Linked DNA regions of Mus musculus: all the other regions are linked to region 2. A link is a contact called in public promoter capture Hi-C data. All regions are on one chromosome and are shown on one strand. Each heading gives the region's core, a stretch centred on a gene start, on an enhancer-like site or on the middle of the called end of the contact. The rest is flanking DNA. Distances are from core to core; before and after follow the strand shown. Region 1 holds the start of Etv6 (ets variant 6). Region 2 holds the start of 1700101I11Rik (RIKEN cDNA 1700101I11 gene). Region 3 holds the start of Smim10l1 (small integral membrane protein 10 like 1).

What was found. Promoter capture Hi-C pulls out the DNA fragments that hold promoters and counts their contacts.
Region 1: a promoter capture Hi-C map of cranial neural crest shows a contact between it and region 2. The contact joins the promoter of Etv6 here to the promoter of 1700101I11Rik in region 2. A contact is called at or near these places in 2 of 39 promoter capture datasets (cranial neural crest and liver) and 1 of 484 Hi-C or Micro-C datasets (rod photoreceptor).
Region 3: a contact with region 2 is called in a promoter capture Hi-C map of liver, with 2.0 times the contacts expected there. The contact joins the promoter of Smim10l1 here to the promoter of 1700101I11Rik in region 2. A contact is called at or near these places in 4 of 39 promoter capture datasets (cranial neural crest, frontonasal cranial neural crest, liver and 1 more).

Annotation. Positions count from the first base shown.
Region 1 is chr6:134,033,663-134,037,890 of GRCm38.p6, forward strand. It overlaps Etv6 (ets variant 6), which reads left to right and starts at 2,038. Exons shown (of 8, transcript NM_007961.4): 1 at 2,038-2,476. The coding sequence starts at 2,444. It overlaps Gm46977, which reads right to left and starts at 1,650. Exons shown (of 4, transcript XR_001785383.2): 1 at 1,380-1,650.
Region 2 is chr6:129,530,855-129,535,330 of GRCm38.p6, forward strand. 1700101I11Rik (RIKEN cDNA 1700101I11 gene) reads right to left here and starts at 2,430. Exons shown (of 2, transcript NR_045270.2): 1 at 2,384-2,430; 2 at 1,093-2,088. Gabarapl1 (gamma-aminobutyric acid (GABA) A receptor-associated protein-like 1) reads left to right here and starts at 2,338. Exons shown (of 4, transcript NM_020590.4): 1 at 2,338-2,682. The coding sequence starts at 2,593.
Region 3 is chr6:133,103,614-133,108,011 of GRCm38.p6, forward strand. It overlaps Smim10l1 (small integral membrane protein 10 like 1), which reads left to right and starts at 1,626. Exons shown (of 3, transcript NM_001271583.1): 1 at 1,626-1,992; 2 at 4,251-4,369. The coding sequence starts at 1,801. The coding sequence ends at 4,328.

The DNA of each region.
Region 1 (4,228 bases), core at 788-3,287, 4.5 Mb after region 2:
ATCTCATAAGTGCTGAGAAGTTATCGGAGACCCTACAGTTAGATCAGTGATGTAAGGGTGCCTAAGACTTAACGCAGCAAAAGTCCATCAGATCCAATGTCTGCAAACATCAGTTAAGAGACGCAAAGGGAAACCAAAAATTGTTTAGCTGGGAATGGATGCTCAGTAGGAGAGCACTAGACTAGAACACATGAGGTCTAGGTTCAATCTCCAGGGCTGTAAACAAAGAAATGGATGTTTAAGCACCCGCTGCCCCTTAAAAGGGGCATAGTGCATAGTGGCCCGGGTTCGGGAGAATTTTTTTGCTTCAAGTCAAGGCCAACTTGGACTACAAACTTAAGAAAATTTAAAAACCAACTGGCTGGGTGTGGTGGTTCACGCCTTTAATCTCAGCACTGGGAGGCAGATAGACCAGGCTTCAAGGCTAGTCTCATCCACATTGTCAGACCCTGTCTCAAAACAAACACAACCACAGGAACACAACGAAAATTCCCAGTAAGAAACAACAGCAAAAAAGCTTCAAGAACACGGGAGCAAAGGTAGGTACTCGTGAGAGATAAGAATGGGTAAATGCAGTCCGGTTGGGACCTAGCATAAACAAGACTAAGTTCTTTTGGTGAATATGGCTACTAGATGACAAAACGGGTTGTGGTACCTTGGAGGTTCCCTCCAAGAACATTACTGTTATCAGCAACGGGGTGCGTTCCCAGCCTGACTCTTGGAAAATTTCATTTAGAGTGTCCTAATATGAGTATGTATGAACAGAAGTTCTGTTTATGAAAGTCTGAGCACGTTTTTACGACGCTGAAAAGTGTGCAGGAAATAAATAAATACATAAGAAAGATCAGAGGCAGAACTAGTTCCAGGCCAGCCTGAAAGAGTTCCAGGACAGTCAGGGTTACATTGAGAGATTTTACTTCAAAACAATACTGCTTCCTCCCACCCCCACGCCTCCTTCCCAAGAAACTACAGAGGTGGGAATACAGAGGTGAGTCTGGGAAACCCTCAGCAGGGAAGATGAGTATAATGCATTCATACACGCATACATTTGTGTTTATTTTACCGTCAAAGCACAAAATGGAAGTGCATCAAGCTCTTCGTTATATATCCACATATTAAACCTGTATAGACTAGAGGGTTAGAATTTAAACACCATCTTCTGCGGTGGGCATTTTAAGAGATTATAAATAGCAATAAAAATAGAGTGATCGGAACGCTGGTGCTCAAGGCTAGCGCCTCAGCCCCAGGATTCTGGCAGCCCCTCCTCTGCAGGACCCCGGGCTGTCCCCTCCGCCAATGACCGAGCCCGAGGAGCGGCCCAGGGGAGGGCTAAGATCTGCTGGAACGCGCCCTGTCAACTTTGTAGTCCAGTCACCTACGTCGGTTGGTAGCGGCCGCTGTGGCTTTAAATGGCCGGGGGATTTCGAATCGGGGAAGGCGGGAGGTCAGGCCGTGGGGCGCCCCCGTCGCGGGGAGCACCCCCGCTCGCCGCGTCCCTGCGCCGGAGCGCGACCGCGCGGCTTTGTCTCCAGCGTCGCGCCCTGCACTTCCCCGTGCGCAGCCTGTAACCCGAGCTCCCATTTCCTGGTGGATTCTCTTAAAGCGGCCGCGGTCGCCGCGCAGAACAAAGGCCATTGTCTCGCTTCCTCCTGCGGCGCCGCGTCCTTCCCGGAAAGCCCCTTCCTAGACTGCGGTCCCCAGGCTGCATTTGCGCCTCTGGGAGTGCACAGAAAAGCCCCTACTGTGCGTGGCCCAGGTCCTCCTGAGGCGCAGCCAGGGGAGTCGGGAGAGAGATGAACCAGGCTTGCTGGTCCTTGGGCCACGCTGCAAGGTTCCCCAAAGGCGTCCTCCGCCTCGGGGCGGCCCAGTGGGCATCCCGCGCCCCTCCCCCGCACGCCTTTTGATTTCTCCGCGGCCCGCGGTAACCCGAGCTTTTATTTCCTGGTGGCTCCTTTAAGAGGCAGAGCCGGGTGCTGGGAATTCACGTCAGTTTCTGCCCTGAAACTCTCAAGATCAATGAGCAGAGAGCTTTCTCAGTTCTGCCTTTCAGTTTCTCTCTTCCAGGAAGGAAAACATTCGAGAAAGAGAGAGGGAGGGAGGGAGCGAGGGAGCGAGAGAGCGAGCGAGCGAGCGCCGCGGGAGGGCGGGCGCGCCGGCCGCGGGTGGGAGGAGACACGCCAGGCCGGCCTGCTGCGCCCGGGTCGCCGCGCCGCGACCCGCACACCCCACGCCGTGCTCGCCGGCTCCTACGCCCCCGCACCTCGCGCCCAATCCGCGCGTTGAGAAGAGCCCCCCCTCCCCCTCGGGCGGCCGCCGCCAGCGATGCTGCAAGAAACTTCTTAAACGACCGCATCCCGCTGCCCCGCCGAGCGTTTCTGGGTTGGGGAGAGGAAAGGAAAGTGGAAAAAAACTGAGAACTTCCTGATCCCTTTCGCTGTGAGACATGTCTGAGACTCCTGCTCAGTCTAGCATTAAGGTAACGATCGGATTCCCCTCCTTCCTCCGCTGGGCGATCGGAACCCCCTTACCCCGGGGCTGCTGGTGCAGTTGCTAGGCTGGCGGGGAATTATTTGGGGCGCGAGGGAAAAGGAGATGCAGCTCGCGGCCGCGCTGTACCCTTTAGTGTAACCTTGCTGCACCCCTCTCCGCCGAGATCCTCTTGGGCTCCTGCCTCCCCCCCCCACTCCCTTTCTTTCTTTCCTTTTTTTAATAGTATAGAATAGAGTTTATTTAGGGCAAGGGGAGGGGAGTCAAGAGGGTAGTTGTGGCAGAAAAAAGCAGAGAGAGGGAGAGAGTAGAGAAGTAGAGGCAGGCCATGAACACGTGGAGAGAGAGGGAAGGGAATAGGGAAGGTAGGGGGAAGGTAATAGCCCAAGAGGACAAGAGAGAAAGAGAGCCCCACTCCCTTTCTTTTTGACAATGTAATGCCGCTCTCAATTGGTAGGAGGAACCCGGGTTGTCTTCAGATCTGTAGAGCACCTCCGTAATTAGTGCGCTTAAAAATAAGAAAGGAAAAAGAAAAACCCTTTCTCTTTATTCCTACGCATAACGTGAGACTGAATTGTAACTTTTGTTCCCAAGGGGTGGTCTCTAGGGAAAAAGTTCTAGGGGCTCCACTAGGATGCTCTCTCTCTCTCTCTCTCTCTCTCTCTCTCTCTCTCTCTTTACGCCCCTCCTCCCCCCCCCCCCCCCGTTCTATCACACAAGAATTTTACCCTCTCTTCTCTTCTGATTGTGATTGCAAGTCCTAAGACAGTCTTGGTGTCAGCTTTTCCTGGGCATTGCACAATGAAAAAAAAAATTAAACCAAGGTGAATAAAGTTGCTGAATAGTTGTTTTACGCTAGTGCATATGAAAGTTGAGCAATCTGAAAGTAGAAAACTCCTGTGATGAAGGGTGGAAAAGAAGTAGCTAAGCAAAATGACCTTCTCTGACAGTCCAAGCTGGTGTGGAAAAGCTGCAGTCTTGGAGCTCCCTGACCTGCTCTAAGTTCAAGAGGGATATTTGCAAACAGCCTTTGCCTCCAGGTAGTCGCATGTGCATGTATATACACAGTCTGTCTATATAGGCTGAGGTGCTGTAGTTAGTTGCTTTTAAAAAGTTGTTGTGAAGTTTGCCACCATTGGGAGGCAGGATGGTTTGACTGTCTACCTCAGTTATTTTTCCCATGCTGCGTTTATTTCAAGGTTCTGCCAGTCACCAGGAGGCAAGCTGTTCTGCTCAATGGGCAGGGCTGAAGTTTCTCAAGTTTTCTAATGGTTTGGCCTATTTAATATGTGCCCCTTGCATGGATGTTGGGGAAACAATGGGCAACTAGCCTGTTTTCTTCTCTGGGGCGGTGACAGCGGTTCATCTAGGATCTATGGGAGGGAAAGGTATTTTGTCACTGCCTTAACTAGTTTTTCATAATTAGAATCAGACCTTGGTGTTTCTTATCAGGAATGACGGTCATGGGTTCGAAGTCAGGCTGCCGAGGACTTCGAAGGTGCATTGGTGTCTCTGTTTTGTGCCTCACAGGAGAGCCCAGAAGAACTTTTTGGTCTTTTGTGTTGGTGAATATCTGGGGTAGGCTTTGGAGCAGCGGGGAGTGCTTCCCTGAAGAATTTAGGATACTGAGATACTTTTTCCTTTGCAATATAAATTAGATTCTTCATCGAGTTCAGGGGGAAAAAAGTCTTGTCCTATAGATAATCTGATTTACTTCACACTTCATAACAAAAACAGAGGC
Region 2 (4,476 bases), core at 1,180-3,679:
TCAAAAAAAAAAAAAAAAAAAAAAAAAAAAAAAAAAATAAATAAATAAATAAATAGAAGAAACAAAACAACTTCATATTCAGTTCCAAATCCTAATGACTGGGGAAAATGATGAGCTGTGTTTTAAGAGGCATAGAACACTGGGTATAAACTCTAGGAAGAATTACCTAATTGGGGAGGTACTGATAATTTTAAGATGCATTGTGGTGGTTGACATGACGGCAGAGGTAAAGTGCAGTTTACTTCCCAGAAGGAAGAAGACACCTGGAGCAGGGGCATATTGCTTGTCTTGTACTACTCTGAAATCTTCTCCATTACTGATATGCATAAAAAAACCAAAGAGATCCAATCTTAAAAATTACAACAGTACAAGAAACATTTGATGTGGCTATATGAGAAAATGTGGTCCTTTTAAAACTGCCCTTTGTATGGTTGAAGAAAGCAACTTAAAAGGTTTTTTTTTTTATCTGATTGTTAGTTTATAAATGTACCTGTGTACAACATTTTAAAGAACCTTCTGAGAATCAATAGTAAAATTGTGAAAATAGATACATTTTGTATTTTAATATGACTTATTTTTATTTTATTTGTGTGGGGGTTCTGCCTATATGTATGTATGTGCACCACGGACATGCAGTAACGTAGTAGAGGTCAGAGAGGGTATTAGGTCCCCTGAAACTGGAGTTACAGATACTCCTGAGCTGTCATGTGGGAGTTGGAAATCAAACCCTGGTCCTCTAGTAGAGCAGTCAGTGTTCTTAACCACTGAACCATTCTCCAGCTCCCAATACATTTTGCATTCTAATGTAAACGACTAGCATTTTAAAAATCCTAAGAGCTGATTAACCAACATTTCATCTTTAAATTTTCATGTACTGCATACATTTTCAGTGGACTGAAGAACTGCCCTTCAACTAGCTGAGACTGTACATCTATAAAAAAAAAAAACAAAACAACAACAACAAAAAAACAAACCTGAAGGTTACTCAGAAAACAACACTATTACCATTTTCATCCCAGATCTGTCTCAACTGGTTGTAAAATTTCTTCTGAAAGACTTAATTGTATTTGGGTCAAGGGTAAAATGAGTAGCTGGGTATTAAACTATTTTTAATTTGAAAATAAAAACAACAATAAATAAATACAACAATATTATATACCAATTCATTTGTCTTCATATGTAAGAAAGATTACCAGGAGAAAACCAAGAAGTGGGCTATGTATTTCATGTTCTTGTTTTGCCAGTTAAATTCAGTTCACTTTATTTTGCCCATATTTTATAACCATATCACTAAGTCATGTACATAAAATCAGGCAACAGGGCTGCTTGCCTGGTACCACTTAGTAGTCATTTTATTTTCACAGCACAAAGCATCCTTGAACTTTATCTCCGATGTTCCCAAGATATAGGTCTGGAGTTACTGCCAGTAGAATCAGAAGGGTGACCCCGCATCCAAAGAGTCTTAAGATGGAAACCCGGTATGTCAGAGGGGCCTGGGCTGACTCTCTCTATACTATTGAGGGTCTTCCACCAGCATGCCAGTCAGAGCTTTTGGTGCCCAATAAGGCCTTTTCATCAGGACAACTACCCTACAGGTGATACCCACCCCAGAGCAAAGTATTGTTGGGGAAACATAGACACCTAAATGATTTGACCTCTGTATTTTCAAGAACTCAACAACCATGCTTCTGGGTGAACCTTATAAAATGAATGGATTCATCTCTCCTTGAACGTGAGTGAAGCCTGGTGTTCATCGCTGGCATCGCTTCTTCTAACCTTGATGACTTCATGTTCTTCACCCTTACACTTCTTCAAATCCATGAGTCATGCTCTGTTTATGTTGTCTCAGAACCAATTCTAGCACAGATCCAAACATAAGGACACCAGTCAGAAGGAGGAGTTGGGGCAGAGAAGGCAGGCCAGTCGTGGGTGCCAGGCAAAGGTCAAAATGCAAGCACAGGACATTTCAGCCCGGGCTACAAATCTCGTGACGCCTGGCACTTTTCCAACTCCAGACTCCTGATTCCATTGCTCTGGAAACAGCTGGATTTTCTTCCTCTGTGTTTGTTTTGGGCATCAAACAAGAAACTTGAAGGGGAGGGAAGACGACATTTGTTAGAGCATTCTTTGAATTAACAAATTACCTTTAATATCAATCCTCAAAAATAAAAACCCGACTACATGATTTTTGCGTTTCGATGGAGTGGTTTAGGAAAAGCTTGGGTGAAAAGAAGATACACAAATAAACAAAGCTTCTGTCCACCCGGATCCAGCAGGTCCTTAGCGCCGGGGGCGGAGCGGGGGTGGGGCGTCGTGATGTCACAGCACCGCCCTGGTGTTTTTGTGTTTCCAGCTCTTGGGAAAAGCCACCCTATTTCTTTACCTGGTGGTCCTTTACCTTCAGGCCGCGAGATCTCCAGGTCCTTCTCTGGACGTTTAGCCACGTAGTGCGGCGACTGGCGCGTGGGAGCTGACGCGGGTGGAGCGATTGTGATAAGGCTGACATTGACTGGGGGTGGCCAGACGCGAGACGCAGTCATCAGCGCGCGCAGCAGGCCCCGTCCGGGGAGCCCCTACATCCTGAGGTCCATCATGAAGTTCCAGTATAAGGAGGACCACCCCTTCGAGTATCGGAAAAAGGAAGGTGAAAAGATTAGGAAGAAATACCCGGACCGGGTGCCGGTGAGTGGGGGCGGGGAGGGAGAAGGCAAGCTTGAGGAGTTTGGGAGCTGGTTGCCCTGGAGCTACCGAGGTAGCCTGGCGATGGCGGGTGGCCCTGGCACAGGAGGGTCATCGGAATCAAGTATTCTTGACCGGCTTTGACAAGCTTGTATCCCCAGGGCCTGTAGCCACTTTTGGCATCTCGAAAGCGCAGCGTGCGCGTGGTGGGTGAGTCAGCAGGATTCAGCACCCATGGAGGTTGGGATGTGCGCGTGGCGAGGCCTGTGTGTGCGGGGGCGACTGGTTGGGGGCCGCAGATAGGATATGCTATAGAAAAACGCGTCCCAACCCTGTAGCAGCAGGTGAGATGAGCCTTGTGCCCATCCATGTCTGCTCAATTGGTTCTCCATGAAAACGAGTCTCCTTCCCATTTCCTTGAGCGTAGGAGGAAAAACTCGAGAAGCCCCTAGATTCTGACCTGCGTTTTTTTTTTTTTTTTTTTTTTAGAATTGGGGGTGGGGTGGGGTGAGGGGCTTCACCAGGCGGGCCCTCAAACAAGGTCATGCCTGCCTCCACCTCATTATTGTCTCCTGGGCCATGTGTGGAAAAAGAAGGTCCGTGCTCTGCACTGTGATAGGTGGGTGGGCTCTTGGATCTCAAGAACCAGTACTGAGAACCGTTTCCTCCATTAATTATACCCCGATTTAAGCAGCTAATACCTAGTTCATGCAGTGGGGAGAAAAATACTAAGGGAGTCTTCAGCATCCGGGTGTTTTCCACTTTACCCCCTCCCCCGCCCACTTGCCTTTTTTTTTTTCCTCCTCTTTTGAAGGCTGCGCAGCAGAATTGGAAGCAAAGGATGACATCGCTTTTAAATATGGTGGATAGAGGACCAGGGACTTTAAAAAATCGTTCTCTTTATTTGTACAGGCAATGATGTTATATTAGGTTGGCGTTCCTCTAACTTTGAAGGGTAAAAGAGCTGTGCTAACCTGATAATTTTTTTTTTTGATGCATAAGTAATAGGGGGGAGGGACTTCTTCCTTATTCTTTATCTCAGCCAGGGCTACCAGAAGAAACGGAGGTCCAGCAAGAGAAAGCCCTCAGCCCCATTTTCTACCCTCAGCCCCATTTTCTACCCTCAGCCCCATTTTCTATGAGGAAGAAGAGAGCTAACTATTCCACCATTCTCCAGAAATTACATATACATGGCTCTTCCAGAACGGCTGGGCACACTCCAGTCATGCCTTCCTACTACACAGTCCTTCACATGTTATTTCCTTGAGCTCAGGACTGTGGAGGATTGCTTTCAAAATTTCTCTCAGTTTGTCAGCCCCACTTAATATTTTAAAATTACACATGGACCACACAGCTGGCAGCACTCTGAATGCCTTGTCTGTGTACTCACCGACTCTCGTCACAGCATTAAAATCCCTGTGCTAGAGACATGCTCTGAAGCACAGGGCAGTGAAGTCACCACCCACAGGTTTGACATTGCTGACTGGTGGAGGAGAATTCCAGCCCTGGCTGTCATGCTTCAGGGCTTCCAGAGCCCTTGGGCTTCCAGAGTTTTGTTTTTGTTTTTGTTTTCCAGTTTGTAGTACAGTTAGATGAACGCCTTGTAAGGTTGAGCCCTAGAAGTAGGTTAACACCTGCTGCCATCTGGAGTTCAGGTGGTAGTTGGTGCCAGCCAGGAAACTTAAGTGAACACCTACCCCCATTATTCAGAACTTTAACAGAAATCCGAGCTGTGACCTGCAACTGTTTCCAAATTCAGCTAAAACCTCCGTCCTTCCTCAAGACAGAGCCCCCTCG
Region 3 (4,398 bases), core at 376-2,875, 3.6 Mb after region 2:
CGTCAATGTTGACCAGCTCCATGGATTCCGATTTCATAATAAATTATTCCTGTGCAGAAAAACTATGTACATTGTGTTTCTGAGTTGGTCACTCATCCTAAAATACTCTTTTTTTCTCTATTCTTTGGTTAGGGGAATCGTTTCTCTACTGGTTTAGCATTGATACAATAGCAGAAAAGAAGCATAAATGGGCACTCTTCTTCAAGTTTTCCAACTTCCACAATGTCTTGTTATTTGCACCAGCCCTATATGTAGTTTGCTGAGAAACAGAAATGCTCTATGTATAAACAGATGACTTGACTACTCCATGGCATGGGAAGATTTTATTGAGGATTTAAGTGAATAGCCAGTGGCAACTGGAAGTGTTTAGAGCAAAGAGAAAAAGTAGAATAAACATGGCCAGCAGACTGGATTATGGCCAGGGCTATCTGTGAGAGAGGGGAGAATAACTGGATAGAGAATAGAGAAAGCGAGGTGAGACTAACATTGGTTACAGAAGAGTAGCTAGACTGAGGGAAGTGCCAGCAGATGGGCATCATGGCTTGGGAATACATAACTGAGTGGGGACTGAAGAAGCCTGGAGGCAAGGGATCTTGATATGACTAGACAGGGGCCAAAGGTATATGTTAACAAGAGAACCACAGTCCCTTTTGCCAGAGGTAAGGGAAATAGATGCTCCTTTAGGCAGATAGGAACACAGTACACAAGTTCTTAAAGGAATGCTGCCTTTTATCTAACCAGAAATCCTCCTGCAGTGCAAAGTGGAGTTCACTTTCGGATAGACTGTCCTTTGAAGTTTGGGAAATTGAAGTGTCCTTTCAAGCTGACACTCTCAGAGCATGGGGATTCTTCAACTATATAACACATACACGCAAGTCAGTGTCAGATATGAGAAAATCTAACAATGACATTTAAAAGTATACTGTATTCTGAAAGTCCTGCTCAGAAACTAACATACATGCATAATATGTAAATGAGGCTAAACTGGGGCATTACTGAAACAAACAAAAACAATGGAAGTGCATTACATAAATGCCAGAAATAAAATGTGAATAATGGAGACTGGTATTTCTATAGGGTACCAAAAAACATGAACATAAAAATTAGTATCTTGGTCCTTAAGAGTCTACCTTAGGTTTCTCACTAATCCAATTGCATGCAAAAAGCTGGAATCTATACCTAATCTTAACTTTCAATGGGTTTATATTAAGTAGAAACACATCTCTTTGCCTCTCTCTCCATATATATGTTCATACACATGCCCTCCACAAAAGTGGGTAATTTTTTTTTTTTTTTTTGATTTGTCACTTGCAATATAAATAGTCCTAATACACAGGTAAACGCATAACCTAATACGGTGACGTTTTCAGTTATGGTGTGTTACAAATGCAGACTCTATGCCCGTATACACTTACATAAGGTGATAGATCACTTTGTCCTACTGTCTCAGTGAATGTTACATGAATATTGAGCAGACACAGTTATTTTCCTCGACCTTTGATCCTTGCAAAATGTGTACTAAATGTTGGCTAAATTACATCAGCTCACGGAGCTCTGCCCTTTAAAGGGACAGCGGCACGGAGATCCCCTGTCCCTAGCAGTTACATAACTGCCAGCAGCCAACCTTCCTCGGGAAGCTGACAGGAAGAGGCGGAGCCCACGCCGCCCCGCGCCACCCGGAGGGAGCGGCGGCCGCTGGCAGTGGGGGCGAAAGCGGCGGCCGCTTCGTCCCGGCCACGGCTCATCTGGCTCGGGAACTGCACGGAGCTTCGGAGACCCTCGGCCTGGTGGGACAACGCCATGGGTCCCGCCGACGCCCCGTCCGCCCTAGCGCTCAGGGCAGTGGGCCCTGCGGCCGCCACCCCGTATGGTGTCTTCTGCAAGGGGCTGTCCCGCACCCTGCTCGCCTTCTTCGAGCTGGCCTGGCAGCTGCGCATGAACTTCCCGTACTTCTACATCGCGGGCTCCGTGATCCTCAACATCCGCCTGCAGGTACACATTTAGAGCCTTGTCTGCGTTGCCCCGCCACCCGGGACCGCAAGATGGCCGCTTCCCAGGTCGCCCCGCGGCACCTTCAAGAAGCGCGAGAAGAACGTGCAATCTTGCGAGAGCTGGCTTGCGCACAGGCAGTCGGCTCCCAACCTCTCCTATCAGGGATTTGGAGGTGGGAAAGCTAGCTGGGTTAAGCAAGGATGTTGTTCCAGCATCAGAGGAGCTATCCAAGGAAGTATCCAAGGAACCACTCATCTGTAAATTCCTGGCAAGTCTTAGGATATGACAAAGGGCACAAGATGCATTATGAGAAAGGAAGGCTGAGATTTTCAAGAACACAGATTTACACCAAACTTACGTTCTGAATTAATCTTTGAGAATACTGGACTGTAAGCTAGACATTGAATAAGAAGCCTGTTATGTCAAGAATGTGACTTAAAAAGCATTGCATCTCTCTTCCTCCCACAAGAGGATATATTGAATCTGGGTCAAAGTCAGACTACAGGAAAATATACTCCCCAAATATGCCAGCAAGATTTTGAAAAAAAATAGTGGGACTATGTGAAGATGTTCCTTTCAAAGAGACGTTGGTTCCAAAGGAAAGAAAGTCCAATTGCCTCACAGGAATTGACTATTCCCTGGTAGTAATGCAAATAGACCAGATGTGGCTTTCTACTTTAAAGAGAATGAGAATGCTTAATTTTAGTTACAGAGTAAAATGCAGATGTTACAAACTTTTTTTTTTTTTTTTTTTGAGGAAATACATTTGACAAGTGGAGGGACAAGAAACTAAATGGAATGGTGATGCCCTTTGTGGAGTGAGAGCGTAAAACGTGTAATTTGTGAACAGAAAGGAGATTTCGTTGATTATGGACAGCCATGTTTCTAACTGCTAAATGGAGGTGGAAACCACATGACCTAAATAGTAAATGTCCAAAGATGGAATTTTCTCAGTGACTGAAAAGGAGCTAATATCTGGTGTGTGTGTGAATGTATGCTGGAGTTTTTATCCAAGCCTGGAGTGAATTAGTAATTGTATTTTGTTTTGAAATTAAAACAAGTAATTAGAAACCCCAAGAAAAATAAAATAATAAAAAATTATTCTGTCATACCTCATGTGAATAGTACTGTACCTGTAATATAAGTTCTTACTTAACAAGAAATAGTTATGTAACATTGGAAGGCTGGAAGTTGAAAAAGATATATGTATAAAGATGCAAAGTACATCAAGATCTATTCCTGAGGACAGGAAATTTGGTTAAGTTGTAGATTTATCATATAGACTTATCTTGTGGACCTATCATTCATGAGACTCTTAAGTTTGATACCCAGCACTACAAAAATAATAATAATAAAATAAACAAAGGTCCAATATATAAAAAGCAACATAATCTATGATTAGGAAACTTAATGCAGAAACATCTAAAAGCTAAAAGTGGTTATTTCTAGAGAAAATAAATGGGGATAGGTACAGGAAAAGCGAGGCTTCGTTTGTTTTTGTTACTAATCTAACGTGATTTCTTCTAAATCATATATATGATTTTCTTCCATTAAAATCTAATTAAAATATTTTGTTTTTAAAAGCTCCCCAGGTAATTATGTCTACCACCAATCAAATGACCAAAAGTCTTGTTGGATTAAAATCTAAATCAAACACTCAGCTGTTATTGCTTGATAATATTAATATATATTAATATGGAAGTATTCTGCCTATTGTAGCTTAGAAATGATTTTCATCTCTACTTGTGATTTTTCTTACGTATAAATGTAATTGTATCCTTTCTAAACTCATGTAGATGAATATATATTGTTACAGGCTTGGCATGGAATTGTCTCTGTTATTTGTTCCTGTGAGCACATATTAAGACAGTGCATGCTGTTTTAAAATTCCCTTTGCTGGCTTTCTTTGAAAATTGCTAGTTTCCAAGCTCTTCTCAGAAAAATTTCCTGATATTCAAAGATAACTGAAGGATCCAGTGAGAGCCAGACATAGTAGCACACGGAAGTTTTTCCAGTACTCTGGAAGTTGAATTGGAACTGCCATATGTTCAAGGACAGCCTGAGCCACATGATAAAAACACTGCCCCAAAGAAACAAAAGCAAAAGAATCCATTGGTTAAGAATAAAAATTTTAGAAGGAAATAATGTGTGTCTCCTCATTAGTTTAATTCTGAAAAAGCCTGTGAACCTGAATGTCTCACTTCTGTTGTTTTATTTTTATTTTTTTCCCCGCCCCCTCTCTTTTTCTCTCTCAATAGGGTTTCTCTGGAAATTGCTGTGTATTCCAGGCTAGCTCAAGACTTATGATCTCTCTGCCATCACCTTTTGATTACTAGGTTTACTGAGCTGTGTCAGCAATAGGCTTCATATTTGCCAGGTAACATTTTAAATGTCAGAAAAGTCCCA